Linked DNA regions of Oryctolagus cuniculus: region 2 is linked to region 1. The links are chromatin contacts, called in public Hi-C maps. All regions are on one chromosome and are shown on one strand. The core of a region is the stretch at or near the end of the contact, and the rest is flanking DNA. Distances in the headings are between cores, read along the strand shown. Region 1 has its middle 22 kb from the start of ANXA1. Region 2 has its middle 100 kb from the start of ALDH1A1.

Region 1 (4,388 bases), core at 1,234-3,733:
GGGCAGGAAAGCACAACTTATTTAAAGGCAAAAGGAAAGTACCCAAGAGAAGTTGCACACTCAGAAGGGTGTGCCAGAAACCTCATGGGAGGGTGAGACAATTAACAAACTTCAGGGACTCAGGGTCTCCTACTTTTATAGGATAGAGGGAGTTTCCTGGATAGGGCTTAACTGGGCATTCAAAGGAGACAGGGTTTGGTGTGGGCTAGAGTATTACCCGTTTTCATGTCCCTGTTCTGGAAATCCCAGAAGAGTCATGGTACCAGGTACATGATGTGAATGAGTGTGACAACATCCTAATTTCATTATCATCATGGGCACCCAGCCTACAACCATGTTGGCTATTTCTAGTTGATGCAACCTCTTGCCAGCATTTGGTGTTGTCACCGTTTGGTATTTTAGCATTGTCTATGTTTATTGCTGTTTTAAGTATTCTTTGTGTAGTCTAGCTATTAGTCTTTTGTCAGCTTTGTGGTTTAAAAATATTTTCTCTAAATCTATATCTTGTCTTTTCATCTTCTTAATAGTCTTTTGAAGAGCAAAAGTTCTAAATATTAATGAGGTCCTATTTATTTTTTTCCTTTTATAGACTGACCTTTTGTTGTCATGTCTACAAACTTTTCACTTAATCTTAAGTCCTGAAAAAAGACCTCACCTCTCTTTTGCTAAAATCACTTTTAAGAAAAGATTATTTACTTATAAAGCAGCATGAGAGAGAGAATTTCCATCTACGAATTCACTTCCCAATGTTGATAACAGAGCTTGGTCAGGTTGAAGCTGGGAGCCAGAAATTCCATATAGGTCTCCCATGTGGCTGGCAGGAACACAATTACTGAAGCCATCACCCCCTGCTTCCCAAGCATATTACCAGGGAGCTGGATCAGAAGCAGATCAGCTGGGACGTGAACCATCCCTACCAGTGACTTAACCTGTTCCATCATAATGCCCTCCTAAAATCTTACAGTCTTACATTTTACATGTACGTTTTAAAAAATATATTCTGAGTTAATTTCTGTATAAAGTGTGATACTTAGGTCAAAGTTTCTCTGTTTTGTTTTGCTTATCCATATCTGTGTGCTCACGCACCATTGTTATTTGTTGAAAAGGCTATCCTTCCTGTATTAAATTCCTTTTATACTTGTGTTAAAAATTAGTTAGACATATTTGTTTTGGTGTATTTTCATTTTTAATATTTATAGAGTCAAAATTGAACTACTCCTGAGGCTGGCCTTGTGACACAGTGGATTAAGCTTCTGCCACTTGTGATACCAACATCCTATATGAGTACCACTTTGAGCCCTGATTGTTCCACTTTTGATCATGTTTCTTGCTAATGTGTCTGGGAAGACAGTAGGTGATGCCCTGAGTGCTTGTGCCCCTGCCACCTACATGGGAGACCTGGAGGGAGTTTCTTGCTTCATGGAACTACCTTGTTAGATTGAATCCTTACTCGTTCCTCCTCTTAGTTAGTGTTAAAGAAGCTGTTCATGCTGGTTAGTCCCCTTTTCCTCTGTGACCATGGTTTGCTCTCACAAGGTACTTGCTTCTATATCAATTTCATCTGTTTTCAGGTTTTTATTTTTCTCATTATTAAATAATAGAGTGGACATTAATTTCCATGACCCATTTCTGCTCTTTATATCTTGTCTGATGCATCATGTAATATCTCTGTCCCTTGAGTTAAGTGCAACCACCACTCCCTTTCTGTGACTGTCTGCTGACTTTCTTCTTTTCAACCCTTTATGCCTAACTGGGTAACATACTAAAGAAAAACATATAGAACTATACAAGTGTTAGAGTATGGATTGAGAATGAGTAGAATGCAAGGAGTTCAAGTTTAGAACTAGGCAAGTGGCCGGCGCCGCAGCTCACTAGGCTAATCCTCCGCCTTGCGGCGCTGGCACACCAGGTTCTAGTCCCGGTCAGGGTGCCAGATTCTGTCCCGGTTGCCCCTCTTCCAGGCCAGCTCCCTGCTGTGGCCTGGAAGTGCAGTGGAGGATGGCCCAGGTGCTTGGGCCCTGCACCCCATGGGAGACCAGGAGAAGTACCTGGCTCCTGCCATTGGATCAGCGCGGTGCGCCGGCCGCAGCGGCCACTGGAGGGTGAACCAACGGCAAAAGGAAAATCTTTCTCTCTGTCTCTCTCTCTCACTGTCCACTCTGCCTGTAAAACAAAACAAAACAAAAAAAAAAACTAGGCAAGGAGCTTTGGGGCTCTGATGGGAACAGAAACAGGAGGAAAAAATGTACAACAATCTTCTTATTGGTCACAATCATCCTGATCAGGAAGCCACAATTCAGTTGTCTTTAGGACCTCTTCTGAGACTTAAACACAAGCCTCTCCCTTCTTGACCAGGGAAGTCCCTTACAGTTGCAGTCAGATGATAGCGAAAGCTGGAAAAAGAGTTGCCGGGACAGTTGAGAACTGTCCAGGCATTTCTCTCCTTATGTAATAATCTTAGAGCTTCTTCAAGCAGACTAGATTGAGCTTCTGCCAGGACAAAGACCTCAGGGAAATAAGCAGGTTGAGACAGCGCGCTGCTCAGGGCTCCAACACAAGTGTTCCAGCTGCCCAGGCTCCATCACTTTCAATGACCCCGCCTCCAAAGTCAGACAACTCATGTGATCTGCCACATTCTTTCAGTTGTAAGCAACTGACAAGCCGGCTCAGGTTCAAGGAGATGGTAATCAGACTCTACTTCTTTAAGAGCAAGCAGCAAGACCCTAAGGGATTTGGGAGAAAATAGAAATAATGATGTAGTTATTTTGAAGAAACACAGTTATCCATGTTTTTTACAAAAGTATTTCATCACATTCCATGTAACATTATAGACAACACCCTCTGCAGAGTGGCTATGAAAATTCACCGAATTCCATTACCTTAAAAAGGAAAGTACTTGTTCTGCTTCCTGATTATTTTTAACACAATAAATAGATGATTGCCTTGGGCAACACTTGTGTGAGGGTGCTGATACAGTATATTCTATTTATAGGCACATCTACTTCATGGTATAGAAGGTGGCACTCAAGAAATGAAAGTTAAGGTTAATGTTTCATGTAGCAATGCTAGAGAGAAAAAAAAACATTTCTACATATTTGCTAAGAGCTTTTTTATAATGCAGGAGCAGAGTAGTACAGAGGTATAGTGATGCAGGGGCAGAGTAGCACAGAGGTGTAGTGATCTGGGGGCCAGAAATTTGAGTTCTAATCAAGCCTCTACCACTTCTTATTTGTTAAGGGGTCCCAAAGATGTTACTTGCCTTCCCCAAGCAAAGGAGATACAGAGAACACTGCCATCTGCTGGTTCACTCCACAAATGCCTGAAACAGCTGGGTCTGGGATGAGGCCAAAAGTCAGACACAAGGAATTCAACTCAAGTCTCGCTTATGGGTGTCAGGAGCTCAATTACTTGAACTTTTACCTCCCAGGGAAGCAGGAAGTTGGAATTAATCCCAAGAAGCTGGGTGTCAAACCAAGGTACTCTGTTGTGAAATGTGGGCACCCTAGCTGGTGTTTTAACTGCTAAGTCAAACCTGTCCCTAAATTATGATTTTTCAGTAGTAAAACAATATTACTACCACCACCACCTGCTATATAGAGTTGTTAAGAGGATTATATACAGTGGAGTTCAAGTGACTAACACTTAACTGGTGTAAAAAAAACCTGAAGGAATAAGTAATATGAAACCAACTAAGAGGGAATGGTAAAAAATTAATCCTCCCAAATACTTAAGATAATTATAATGATAGGCCAAATAATCCATTTAATTGCTTCAGTTTTCATTTTTTCATTTTTCTCTGTTGCTACAGATGATGCAGATCTTGTGGTGATTAAGTCTGAGATAAGCTTACTGTTCATTCCAAACTGAAATAGCTTCACAAGAAGAAATTCTTATACTGGAGTTCAGGATCTGCTACAGACTGGATTAGAAATACAGGAATAGAAAAGGCTTTTAGTATCTGAAAACCCAAAAGGCAGTCATATGGAAGTAATGCTTTAGCTTCAGCAGTAAAGATTCGGGATTCTGATTCAGTAGCCAAAGAGACCCAGATCTTCTAAATACCCTCTTTGTCTCTGTCTATTGTACCTTCTCACAGTTGTTGTTACTGCTTACATTCTTCCCAAGCACAATGCAGAATTAGTCAGTCTGCTTGATTAAAATCCCAATCCTGAAGCTGACTGTGGGACTTGGGCGGGTTTCTTACCCTCTTAGTAAAATGAAGACATCCAGAGTCAGGATGATTCCGAAGTGTGATAATCAGCACCAGCACGTAGAAAGCACTCAGTAAGCACTAACACACTGGCCTGTGGCTCTAAGCAGCTTGTAATACACTTCTAACAAAGCAATTTTGCTTTGGAATGAGAATATTATGAAATGTTTCATATTAG
Region 2 (3,927 bases), core at 496-2,995, 340 kb before region 1:
AGGGTCTGCGTTCAAGTCTCGGCTCCACCTCCACTTCCAATTCTAGCTTCCTGGTAATGGGTTCTCTAGGATGAAGAAGGTGATCACTCAAATAGTTCAGTCTCTGACAGTCATGTAGGAGACCTGGATGGAGTGCTGTGTTCCTGGTTTGGGCTGTAGCTATTGAGGACATGAGGGGAGTAAACAAGCAGATGGAAAGTATCTCTCTCTCTTTCTCTCGCTTCCTTTCAAATAAAATGAAAATAAATGAATTAAAATTTTCAAAAAGTAGGAATAAAGATGGAAAAGCCACTATCCAATTTTCTCCCTTGTAAATTAGAGATTACATATCACTTCATAAAATTGTGAAGATAAAATCTATAGCAGTTAAAACTATATTTTAGTACATATTTAATTAATTTTTAAAGATTTTCTGTATCTATTTGAAAGAGCTACAGGAGAGGGACACACACACACACACAAACACACACGGGTGGGGAGAGAGAGGCAGAGAGAGAGAGAGAGAGAGATCTACCATCTATTGGTTCACTTTCTAAATGGCTGTAATGCTTGGGGCTGGGCCAGGCTGAAGCCAGGAACTCCATACAGATCTCCCACATGGGTGCAGGGGTCCAAGAACTTGTATACCATCTTCTGCTGATTTCCCAGGCACATTAAGAGGGAGCTGGATCAGAAGTAGAACAGCCAAGACTTGAACCTCCACGCACATGGGATGCTGGTGTCAAAGGCAACAGCTTAACCTATTGTGTTACAATGCAGGCCCCAAATTTTTGCATGCTGTGATGAGGATGATGATGACATAGATGATACTAATAATTTTGGATGTGTTAGACATTGTTGTGCCACAGTAACTGAATATCATTTATTGTGTAATTTATCATGAGCAAAAATTTACTTGGCCCATGGTTCTGTAGGCTGGCAAGTCCAAGACTGAGGCGCCACATCTGGAAAAGGCCTCTTTGCTGCATTATAATATAGTGAGCCTCTTATGGATAAGAAGAAGAAGAGAGAGAGGAGGCCAGACTAGTCCTGTGCGAGGACCTCAGTTTTGAGATAATGCACATTCTCCTGCGATAAAGGCATTGATCCATTCATGAGGATAAAGCCCTCATGACCTAATCCACTCTTAAAAGCCTTACCCCTCCACACTGTTCACATGGGGGATTGCATTGGGGATTAAGTTTCCGACATGTGAACCTTGGGGGTCATATTCAAATAAAAGCAGTGGTGCTGCTTCATTTCAGGTATCACCCAAGTACATCTGAGAGTAGGAGCAAAAAAGTAGCCACTGAGGAGAAGGAACGTTTGCGAGGCTGAAACAGCACTAAGGGATACTAGCATTGGTTCCGATGGTGACATTCACTTGAAGTGGTTGAGCATCAATCACTTTAGTAATTCAGGAGATCAGAAGTCAATCTGGAGCACAAACAATGATGGCGGCGTGATTGACAGCTAACATCCTTTCTCTTCTCAGCTGTGTGTATGTGGAACCTGGAATACAAATGAATCTGCTCAAGGAGCTGAGAGTTTATCTTGAACCCTGATTAATCATCATATTATTGCAAACTTGGGGCTATGTCTGATATATTGCTAAACAAAATGACTATTGCATACTTCATAGAAAGGGGACCCAGCATGTCTCACAAAGTCAATGGCCTTAGCACAAATTTCCAAAGTCTTAGTAAGTCACTAGACTAGCTTCATTAAGTCAATGGAATGCTGCTCAGTGGACTGGGAGCAGCTGCAAGTCAGGAATGTGTGAAGAAATCAAATAGCTGGCTGCCCTGCTCTGGGTGAGTTGTCTAAGCTCAGGAAAAGAAAATACTTGGAATTGGGAGCACTTTATGACCCGTGTGTAGTGTACAGTGTGAGATTGTTCTGGGAAGTGTTTAGACACCATTTCTCAGCAAATAGACCACGTAGCGTCTTCACTGAATTCACGAGTAGGTGGTAAAAAGTGCTCATTCAACATACTGAGTTTGGCATGGACCTTTTTATATTTTCTGTACTCCCTCTAGTATTTACAAAATGTTACTCTCTCGTGAAGTCTTTCAAAAATATTTGTTGAATATATGCTGTGTTAGGGCCTGGACATACAAAAAAACTACATCTAAAAGAGCATGTGAATTGATTAGGGGAGATGTACATTAAAAATAATTCTAGTTCACTTTTATAAGTCTCATACAAGAGATTTTGAGTGAAAATGACGCTGGATAATCGTGTCTACAATGCCCCATCTGCCTCAGGCATACAGCAATGATAAGTGAAGGACAGCAAGTGAAATGTAAGGCTATACTAAGAAACCAACTGCAATTGACGTCCTACCCTGCCAGGTCTCTGGTCTTTTTGTCTACAGCTTTGATGAAGGAGAGATAGATGTATCGACAGGTCCTCCTCCATACCCTTTGAATAATACACACTCTATCTCTGTGTGGCATTTTACAGAGCTTCACTGTGTTGATAAATCCTTTAGCACCACGTTGGAAAGTATGTATTTTTATTTTTGCACTATTTTGTGCTTCATTTCTTAAGCTTAAAGCCTTTTGTTATTTAATGTTCACTTAGACATGGAACAATCACAATGCCCCTCTAAATATTTGTATAATACTTAGAAGACTGATACATCAAAACATAAGGATTTAAGTTATACTATCAGATATTTAAATGATTATGAGCTTAGTGGATTTTACTTAGCTAAGTTAATTAAAATCAAACTGTAGGATACAAACTTCTATAACATGCATTGAACATCTTTAAGACAGTTAAAACAAAAAATATCAGATCAATGGTAAATGTTATAGTAAAATTAAAATAGTTGTAAAGTGATGACATATTTAATTACATTAACTATTTCATTTCATATCTATATTCTCATTTTTGCTCTTATGCTTTTACTTGATCAATTGCAGTAATTTTACCAGATGCAGATTTTTGCACCCATTTTAAGGTAGAAAAAATTTTTCCAATCCCCAAAGTAAAAAATATTCTTAGACTGGCCACATAGGTGCAGGGTTTGTGATCTTGGATATTTGGTTCATAGTTGAATTTCAAGACACAAATAATTCAAAGTGAGTCAAAACTGATCAACCGGTTTAGGATGAGTCCTTTTAATAAAGCTCAATTTTTGTTTCCTGAGAATTTAAATCCATTTGTTTTATGAGATGTTATCATTGTGAAACTTGCTGCTTTCCATGAATTACGTATGGTTATAATGGACAATAATACCAACTCATTGTTCTGTTATTACAAGATTTTAAAAATGTATGTAAAAGAGGGCCGGCGCCGCAGCTCACTAGGCTAATCCTCCGCCTTGCGGCGCCGGCACACCAGGTTCTAGTCCCGGTCAGGGCACCGGATTCTGTCCCAGTTGCCCCTCTTCCAGGCCAGCTCTCTGCTGTGGCCCGGGAGTGCAGTGGAGGATGGCCCAAGTGCTTGGGTCCTGCACCCCATGGGAGACCAGGATGAGTACCTGGCTCCTGCCATCGGATCAGCGCGGTGCGCCGGCCGCGGTGGCCATTGGTGGGTGAACCAACGGCAAAGGAAGACCTTTCTCTCTGTCTCTCTCACTGTCCACTCTGCCTGTCAAAAAAAAAATGTATGTAAAAGGTACAAATTTCATGTATTTAACATATAGTATATATAGTTTTAAGTACATAATGATGCTTCCTACCTTACCCTCCCTTACTCACACCCTCCTCCCTTCTTATTTCTCTTTTAATTTTTGAAACGATATTCTTTGTTTTTCTTTCTTTCTTTCTTTCTTTCTTTCTTTCTTTCTTTCTTTCTTTCTTCCTTTCTTTCTTCCTTTCTTTCTTTCTTTCTTTTTTAAGATTTTATGTATTTGAGAGGTAGAGTTACAGACAGTGAGAGGGAGAGACAGAGAGAAAGGTCTTCCTTCCGTTGGTTCACTCCCCAAATGGCCGCAAT

What was found. A called contact is a pair of places that touch in the nucleus more often than the background predicts.
Region 2: a Hi-C map of skin fibroblasts shows a contact between it and region 1, with 5 times the contacts expected there. The contact joins two enhancer-like sites. A contact is called at or near these places in 3 of 6 Hi-C or Micro-C datasets (embryonic fibroblasts, skin fibroblasts and an unstated tissue).

The regions. Positions count from the first base shown.
Region 1 is chr1:156,994,871-156,999,258 of mOryCun1.1, reverse strand. No RefSeq gene overlaps it. Among named protein-coding and RNA genes, the nearest start is that of ANXA1, 22 kb to the left of the region's middle. Within about 2 kb of position 2,483, at least 3 of the 8 cell types and tissues checked have an H3K27ac peak or open chromatin away from gene starts, as enhancers often do.
Region 2 is chr1:157,330,054-157,333,980 of mOryCun1.1, reverse strand. No RefSeq gene overlaps it. Among named protein-coding and RNA genes, the nearest start is that of ALDH1A1, 100 kb to the right of the region's middle. Within about 2 kb of position 1,745, at least 1 of the 8 cell types and tissues checked has an H3K27ac peak or open chromatin away from gene starts, as enhancers often do.